Linked DNA regions of Sus scrofa: region 2 is linked to region 1. A link is a contact called in public promoter capture Hi-C data. All regions are on one chromosome and are shown on one strand. Each heading gives the region's core, a stretch centred on a gene start, on an enhancer-like site or on the middle of the called end of the contact. The rest is flanking DNA. Distances are from core to core; before and after follow the strand shown.

Region 1 (4,499 bases), core at 1,471-3,970:
CCCTACCCCCAAAACATCCGCCCTGTTTTGCACCTAGGAACCCTTTCCTAGTCTTTCTCCTCTTTCCCAAACAGCTCCAACTGGGAATTTTCCCCTCAAGCTTCAATTATGGAGTGTGAGTATTTCACCGTCAAAAACAGAATGAAAATTCAAACAAATAACCGGTAATTTCTCAATTTAAAAGTTCCCTTCACGGAGTTCCCGTCGTGGCGCAGTGGTTAATGAATCCGACTAGGAACCATGAGGTTGCGGGTTCGGTCCCTGCCCTTGTTCAGTGGGTTAAGGATCTGGTGTTGCCGTGAGCTGTGGTGTAGGTTGCAGACGTGGCTCGGATCCTGCGTTGCTGTGGCTCTGGCTAGGCTGGCAGCTTCAGCTCCGATTCGACCCCTAGCCTGGGAACCTCCATATGCCGCAGGAGCGGCCCAAAGAAATAGCAAAAAAAAAAACCACACACACAAAAAAGTTCCCTTCCCATAAATCCTTTTATTTCTCACACCTGAGAACACCTTTAGACCAAATGAACTAGCAAAAGACCACTAACAGAAACTAGGCAACCCACCTATCATGCTTTGTTAGCTTGGCTGTTTGTAGTTCCTATTTTATTTTTATTTATTTATTTATTTTGTCTTTTCTAGGGCCGCACCAGCGGTATATGGAAGTTCCCAGGCTGGGGGTCTAATCAGAGCTGTAGCCACTGGCTTACGCCACAGCCACAGCATCTCGGGATCTGAGCCACATCTTCGACCTACACCACAGCTCACGGCAACGCCGGATCCTTAACCCAGTGATTGAACCTGCAACCCCATGGTTTCGAGTCAGATTCGTTAGCCACTGAGCCACAACTGGAATTCCCTGGTTACAATTTTAAACTGCATTTACAAAACAGTCATCTTTCCTGCTAGGAAAAGTATCATTAGCTCTTGAGATACACTTGCATTTACCTACAACTCAACAGTGTTGCACAAACAGCTGCTTGGCATCTGAGTGCTACACCTCCAAACAGATCACAGTGCTATTTTTACTGAAGTATTTCCACTTTTAGTCTAACCAAAAATGTGGAATTAACAGAAGAAATAGCTGGAATAAACAGATTTGCATGGAAAGGTCTTGAAATCACAGTTTCAGAGTTTAGGGGGCAGGGTGTGTGTGTGTGTTTGTGTGTGTGTGTATAGAAAAAGCACAGTTTAAGAATATCTGTTAGAAAGTACAGTGACAAGCAAGATCCGAAGCCAGGTCTCCCTATGATATTATGTGAAAATTGTAAAGGTTCAGTTCAGAATGACCGATTAATACATTCGATCAATGGTTCTGCACTTTTCAGAGGTTTTGATGATGACAGTGTGATTTCAGAGCCTAATGAAACAGTACTCCCAGAGTTCTACTGGAAGTAGCAAATAAACTGACCTAGTTCTTCCAGGTTAAAATGTCTGGGCTACAGGTACGTTCGGGGAGGGCCAAATCGATTCCAGCATCATAACTCTGACATGAGTCACAATGACAAAAGAGCTCTCCTAGCCTTCCTCACGAAATTCACTTAGAATGAAGTAAATTTGTAAACTGCATAATTATTATTACACTTAGGTCAAAATTAAAACCTGCTTGGAATTTGCATTTTTCCAGATGTGTTAAAGATCTCGTGAACAGTAGCCTACATGTCTTCCATACCAATTTTTCACAATGTTATTTTAGTGTCTTGCTTCCCCAAGTCTCCCTCTTCCACTACGCCTTACACTTCGTGATTTCCAACTCGACAAATCAAATTAACACATAGCAATAAAGAAACAAGGCCGGCTACAATAGGAGCAAGCTACTTGCATCGTCACTTCCAGTACCACCGGGTCCACGGGAGAACCGGTAAGGCAGGCCCCACGGTCTAATGTCCCCACCTCCCAACCTGACCGGCCCCGCCCCAGGGAAAGGCACGACCTCGCCACTGAGCCCACCTCTGCAACTCCTCCTCCTGGATCCTCTCCTCGTCCCACACGAACACGCCGGCGAGCGCCGCCATCAAGGCAGAGGCATGGCCCGGGCGCCCCCGCAGCCGGCGCCAGAGGCGGCCGAGAAGGACGCGGCGCGAGCTCTCCGAGTACAGGCGGCCGTAGAGCTGCGCGATCTGCTGCGCCCGCCGCACGCGCAGGCCCGTCACGAAGCTGCACTGATTGGCCAGCAGGGAGAGCAGGCCCCCGCCCCGCGCCCCCGCGCGCCCGGCCGCCGCCGCGCCCACCAGCCAGGCGGCCAGGCTGGCCGGCGGCCTCCTCGGAAACATGCCGACCGCGCGCCCCGCAGGCCCCTGTACCCTCTGCGCTTGCCTCGCGCCCGGAGGCAGGCGAAGTCTCGCTCGCAGAGCAAAAGAACGAGCCTGGGAGGGCGCAGAGCGACCTTCCGCCAAGTTCCCCTAACTGGCCGGCCCCGAGCTCGTCTCACGGTCTAACAGGTCGTTCATCTCTCTCGGCAGAAACCGCTGAGGAGTAGGTCAGCGCACCAGCCGCGGGGGCGGGCCCGCGACCGTGGCAGGAGGCGCTCCGGAGTTCGGGCTGGTGCCCGGGTGGGCGACGGCAGTTCAGTTCTGTGGGCCCCCTACCACCTCGGCGTCTTCAGGCTGGCGCCAGAGGCCGCGGTGCAAGGCGCGCGGGAAGCAGCGAGGCTGGCGGCGAGGTCTCGCGCATTCCGCGTCAGCCACATGCACCCCCAGCCTGCAACCTTCTCCGGGCTCCACCGCCCGGCCCTGATTGGGCGCGGCCCAGACTCTCGGTGCTGATTGGCGGAGTCAAGTGCTCGTCACCTCCCCTTCCCACCCCTTCGCGGGGCGCGCCGGGACCCCTCACTAGCAAGGTAGGTGGCGCGGTGGCAAGAGCTAGTCAAGGGCGCCTCAGAGATTGACCATCGGACCCCGCCGCCGCCATCTTCTGTCCACCCGACCCCGCCCCCCGAGGGGGCGCGGCCAGGTTCCTGTTACTACCCTGCGCGGTGCTAGTTCCGCTGTTCTGGGCGGCCCGAAGCCACCGTCTCGTTCACTGATTTGAGTCCAGGGTGGGGTCGGGTCTCTGCATTGCCTCTGCGGGGCCATTGGGGTGTCCAGGTTAGGAAGCCGGGAGCGGGACGGCGTAGACGCCTTTGGTGAATGGAGACCTTTCCTGGGCCTCCCCCGCTGCTCTTCCCGACCTGACCGAACCCCCGAGACCGCCTCCCAGAGTCTGAGTCTGAGCACTCAGTCGTCCCTCTATGAACCCTCGACGCGAGAGTGGGCCAGTGTGACATGCTGGGAACCCAGAACACTTTCCAGATTGCTGCGTGGGCAGGTGGCCCGTCGCAGTCTGGAAATGCAGTAGCCCTTTGATAAAGGGCAGCAGAATGGAGTTAAGTGGGGCAGATGCTCCTGGTCAAGTGTCCCTCTTTGACCCAACAAAGGTGGCCTAAAACCTATTTTGCACCACCCATGAACAACCTGGCTAAAAGATCTTATGGGCATTAAATTGCTATTCTAGGAGTTCCCGTCGTGGCGCAGTGGTTAACGAATCCGACTAGGAACCATGAGGTTGCGGGTTCGGTCCCTGCCCTTGCTCAGTGGGTTAACGATCTGGCGTTGAGTGAGTGAGTGAGTCCACCGTGAGCTGTGGTGGTGTAGGTTGCAGACGCGGCTCGGATCCCCCGTTGCTGTGGCTCTGGCGTAGGCCGGTGGCTACAGCTCCGATTCAACCCCTAGCCTCCATATGCCGCGGGAGCGGCCCAAGAAATAGCAACAACAACAAAAGACAAAAAGACAAAAATAAATAAATAAATTGCTATTCTATGCCCAACCTCACTAAAACGAAATGGCTGGATGTCTAAAAATAGCAAGGCCTTACAAGAGACTGTTTCCTTAATGTCTTAAAGCTTATATTAAGTACCTTATTGACAAACAAAATACTGTAAAAAGATATCTTCGTGTGAAAGACTGCTCACTCCAAGGCAGTGCAATTAGAAGTTTTACTCTTAAAGTACCTTTTTGAGCAATTTTGTGTGTTCTTTTTCTTTTTTTTGTCTTTTTGCTATTTCTTGGGCCGCTCCCGCGGCATATGGAGGTTCCCAGGCTAGGGGTCGATTCGGAGCTGAAGCCACTAGCCTATGCCAGAGTCACAGCAACGCGGGATCCGAGCCGTGTCTGCAACCTACACCACAGCTCACGGCAACGCAGGATCCTTAACCCACTGAGCAAGGGCAGGGACCGAACCCGCAACCTCATGGTTCCTAGTCAGATTCGTTAACCACTGTGCCACGACGGGAACTCCAATTTTGTGTGTTCTTAATAAAAGATATTTCTCCAAAAAGAAAATGTTTTACTGAGAGCTAAAATTTAGATCTATTCAGGCTGCCTGATTTCACTATGGGGATTGGTATTGATGTTTATTTTCCCTCGAAGTAAGAAGAAATGGGTATGTAACAGAAAATAATATTTAATGCTTTGTTGAGCAAAGCGTTTCTCAATGATGGTAGTAGGATGGCCGGAAGGGGGTGTGAAG
Region 2 (4,644 bases), core at 553-3,052, 610 kb before region 1:
TGCAGCTGCTGGACCACATCACAGCCACACAACGCAGGATCCTTAACCCACTGAGCAAGGCCAGGGATCGAACTTGCAATCTCATGGTTCCTAGTCACATTCGTTTCCCCTGTGCCATGACGGAAACTCCAAGGAAAGCCTTTTGAGAACGTCAAGATTTTCTCTTCAGCCTACTTCTTTTCTGTATCTTCAACTACAGCAGATTAAAAGTAGTCATTTTACTAGGTGTGCTTGGGAAAATTGCTTGACCATTCACGCCCTTTGTTTCTTTATAGGTCAATTTATGCACAATAATAAGAGTAACTTCACGAAATTGCTGGGAGAATCAAATGAAATTCACTTGCAAGTAAGCTTTGGCTATTATCACCAACACTGTCCACAAGGCTTATGACAGCCAAGTTGCCACAGAACCCAGTCCTACGACTTCACCTGCAGGCTGGGCATCTCCACTTGAATACACAAATGGAAACTCAGGTGAAATAAATCAACACCTAAAGTGAGATATTCCATCCAGGACCAGTTTTCTTTACACTGTACTTCCGTTAATTATGCCAATCCCAGTAGCAACCTCACAATTGATCCTGAACCCAGTTCCCTCTGCTTACAGCTCAACAGGCCAGTACATCGGGATACTGAGGCCAGGAATAATGACTTTAATTGGAAAGCCGGCAGACTAGTGTCTCAAAAAAACCATCTTGCCTTTCTCTGAATTCAGGTTCCTTTTGTACAGAGAAAGGGGAGGGGGAGAGGCCAGTGGTCACTCACCAATGGTCCCTTGCTTGGGGGAAAGGCCCACTGCAATGCTGACCTGAGGCTGAGCAGGACCACTAAAGTTCACCCACTAACAGTGGCTTGTTTACAGAATCATTCCTGCCTTAGTACTCTTATTCATATCCAAAATGACTGAAATGAAATAGGACGGGCTGATTTTCCCTCTTTACAGAGGCAGTAATTGGTCATTGCCAAGTTTGGAAAATGGGAGTTCCCATTGTGGCCCAGCAGTAACAAATCTGGCTAGTATCACAAATACCATGAGGGCTCCGGTTAGATCCCTGGCCCTGCTCTGTGGGTGTTGCCTGAGCTGTGGTGTAGGCTGGCAGCTGGAGCTCGGATTTGACCCCTGGCCTGGGAAGTTCCATACGCCGCAGGTGAGGCCCATAAAAAGCCAAAAAAAAAAAAAAAAAAAAAAAGAAGGAAGTTTGGAAAATGGAAAAATAAAAAAGGATAGATTCTAAGTGGCCAGGCGACTTTTAAGTGTTGGATAAAACCATAAAGTCTATAAGCAAAAAATAAAAATAAACCATAACTATAAATTCTAAACTCCCTGTATACACTGATGTGATCTGCTGAAATCTGAAACCTACTGAAAACACCTTATTTTTGCTTTGTAAGGCTACACCCAAGGAATACTGAAATTCCCAGGATAGGTGCTGAATCAGAGCTGTAGCTGCCCGCCTACACCATGGCCACAGCAACGCGGCATCCTTGTACCATTGAGCTAGGGCAGGGATCGAACCGGAGCCCTCATGAATATTGGTCGGGCTCTTTTCTATGGAAGCACAACAGGAGCTCCGGAAGACGCTTTCTAAACGCCTACGACTGGCGCCGAGGTGTGACTGTTAGGAACGTCCGTGGGTTGGACCAGTCCCCGTCGCCTCGTTGTCACTACGTCACCTTCGCATTCCCGCGCACCTCGCTAGCATAGTCACCACCGAACGCCGGCGCCCGAGGGCCTGCGCGGCGCACAGTGATGACGCAACACGCACGTACGCACGCATGCACGCACGCGTGTCTGCCCCTCGCCGGCTACGGAGCTGCGTCACGGACCTTCGGGCGCCGAGCTCCTGAGACGGCGGCAGCTGCGGCCTCGGCGCTGGCGTCCCTCGCGCGGACCCCGCTCGGCGGCGCGATGCGGCGTAGCAAGGCGGACGTGGAGCGGTACATCGCCTCAGTGCAGGGCTCCGCTCCGTCGCCCCGAGAGGTGAGCGGGATGGGCGCGCGGCCTCCGGGCGGGCCGCGGCGCCATGGCTCCCACTGAGGCGCGGCCGGCGCGCGGGGGGCGGGGAGGCGGCGGGCGGGCGTTGGCGCGGCGCTCCCTTCTGCTTTTCCTTCTCCTTCTCTTCCTCTTCGTCCTCTACGGCGCCCGGCCGGCCCCGCTGTGCCCACTGCCCGGGCTCCACGCCGAGGCGCTGCCGCTTCGGCGCGGCCGCCTCGCCATCCCTCACACTCTGCATTGGAAGCTGCTTTTGCCGACTTTCGTTTTCCCGCTGGGTCGCGGGGGTTCTGAGTTCCTTCCCGGGCCTTATTGCTGGGGTAGACGTAGATGTCTCTTAGGGTACTTCCCCTTGTTCCCACGTAGGGAGTTGGCCACATCGTGGATCCGACCGGACGTGGTGCCTAGAGGGGACGGGGACGGGGACGGCGAGTAGGGGGTGGGCGCAGGATCCCGAGTCACTTCCCTGGGGTGGAGTCATAGCTATGCTGGACACAGGCTGTGGGATTTGAAGCAAGTTCTGTTTATTTCGTTAATAGGGCGGAATCAGGCTACTGATAGGAGTTTTTAGTATGTCCCGTGTTAAACATTAACGGAAGTGTTTAGCGCATTAAGTGCTCGCAGTAGATATGGGTGTTAAAGTACAGTCATTTAAGGTGTTCCGGGTAGGGGAACTTCCATATGCTGCGGGCCTGGCTCTTAAAAATAAATAAATAAATACATAAAAATGGAAAAGAAAGGTGTTTTTTTTTTTTTTTTTTTAGTGCCATCTTGACAGTTGTGTATTGCTGTTGTCATAAACTTCCTCTGTCTTTCAAATTATGAATTCGTGGGAGGTCCCTGGTAGCCTAGTGGTTAAGGATCTGGTGTCACTGCTGTGGTTCAGGGTCAGTCTCTAGCCCAGGAACTCGCGCATGCCGCGAGGATCAACGCAGGATCCAAGCCACATCTGCAACCCACACCGCAGCTCACTATACCGCAGCTCATTTAAAAAAAAAAAGTATGAATTTGTGGGTTGGGGAAGAAAGGCTCTGTATATTCAATTCTGGTGTATTCCTCTTTTTGCTTTTTATTTATTTAGTCTTTTTAGGGCCGCATCTGCGGCATATGGAGGTTCCCAAGCTAGGGTCCAATCGGAGCTGTACCTGCCAGCCTAGCCAGAGCCACAGCAACGCCAAATCCCACCACGTCTGCGACCTACACCACAGCTCCCGGCAACTCCAGATCCTCAACCCATTGAGTAAGGCCAGGGATCAAACCCTCAACCTCATGGTTCTTTGCTTTTTAAAATCGTTTCTTGCTAACTACAGTTCTATCCTTCTTGACCTGTTTTTCTCGGGTGTTTAAGATTCCTGAATGAAGGTTAAGACTGTCTGTAGTTCGAGTACATACTATTAAGGCTGTACAGTAAATACTGTCATAATAACATTATGTGGAATTATTTCTTAGGTGTATGTCACTGTTTTGACATAAAATTAGAACATACATATATTTTTTGTTTTGTTTCATTTTTAGGGCCACACCTGTGGCACATGGAAGTTCCCAGGCTAGGGGTTGAATCAGAGCTGCAGCTGCTGGGCTACACCACAGCCAAGCAGGATCCAAGCCGCATCTTCGACCTACACCGCAGCTCACTACCCTGCAGCTCACAGCAATGACTGATCCTTAACCCACTGAGCAGGGCCAGAGTTCAAACCCACATCCTCATGGATACTAGTTGGATTTGTTATCACTGAGCCACATGGGAACTCCTAAAATTAAAGTATATTTTCATCAGCTTTATTGAGGAGTAATTTACATGCCATACAACTCATCATTCAAAATGTACAGTTTAGGAGTTCCCATCATGGTGCAGCGGAAACGAATCCGGCTAGGAACCACGAGGTTGCGGGTTTGATCCCTGGCCTCTCTCAGTGGGTTAAGGATCTGGTGTTGCTGGGAGCTGTGGTGTAGGTTGCAGACATGGCTTGGATCTGGCATTGCTGTGGCTCTGTTGTAGGCCAGAGGCTACAGCTCTGATTCAACCCCTAGCCTGGGAATCTCCGTATGCCTCAGGTGCGGCCCTAAAAAGAAAAAAAAAAAAGTACAGTGTAATGAGTTTTGGTACATTATATTGTTGATGTTTTAAATTATGGTAAACCAGGTGTAACAAAATTTGCCCATTTTAACTACTTTTACGTGTGTAATTCGGTAGTGTTAATTGCACAGGTAATGTGCCACTTTCACTACTATTTCCAAAATTTTTCATCACCACAAACAGAAACTTTGTAACTCTTGAGTGATAACTCCCTAGGTTCCTCTTCTCCCTAACTAACCCCCGGTTACATTTAATTTACTTCTGTATGAATTTGCCTATTTTATTTTATTTTGTTTTATGTTTTTGCTTTTTAGGGCTGCACCCACGGCAAATGGAGGTTCCCAGGCTAGGGGTCAAATCAAAGGTACAACTGCCAGCTTACGCCAGAGCACAGCAGTGCCAGAAGCGAGCCGCGTCTGCAACCTGCACCACAGCTCATAGCAATGCTGGATCCTTAACCCACTGATCAAGGCCATGGATCAAACCCATGTCTTCATGGATACTAGTTGGGTTTGTTAACCACTGAGCTACGACAGGAACTCCCCATCACCATCTATTGAAGAGACTCTTCTTT

The links. Promoter capture Hi-C pulls out the DNA fragments that hold promoters and counts their contacts.
Region 2: a contact with region 1 is called in a promoter capture Hi-C map of fetal liver, with 2.3 times the contacts expected there. The contact joins the promoter of LOC100511376 here to the promoter of STARD7 in region 1. A contact is called at or near these places in 1 of 5 promoter capture datasets (fetal liver) and 1 of 2 datasets of contacts at active chromatin or transcription factors (alveolar macrophages).

The regions. Positions count from the first base shown.
Region 1 is chr3:46,990,929-46,995,427 of Sscrofa11.1, reverse strand. It overlaps STARD7 (stAR-related lipid transfer protein 7, mitochondrial), which reads right to left and starts at 2,720. Exons shown (of 8, transcript XM_003124844.6): 1 at 1,944-2,720. The coding sequence starts at 2,266. All of the region lies in intron 4 of TMEM127 (transmembrane protein 127), which reads right to left.
Region 2 is chr3:47,598,486-47,603,129 of Sscrofa11.1, reverse strand. It overlaps LOC100511376 (E3 SUMO-protein ligase RanBP2), which reads left to right and starts at 1,802. Exons shown (of 30, transcript XM_021087106.1): 1 at 1,802-1,981. The coding sequence starts at 1,910.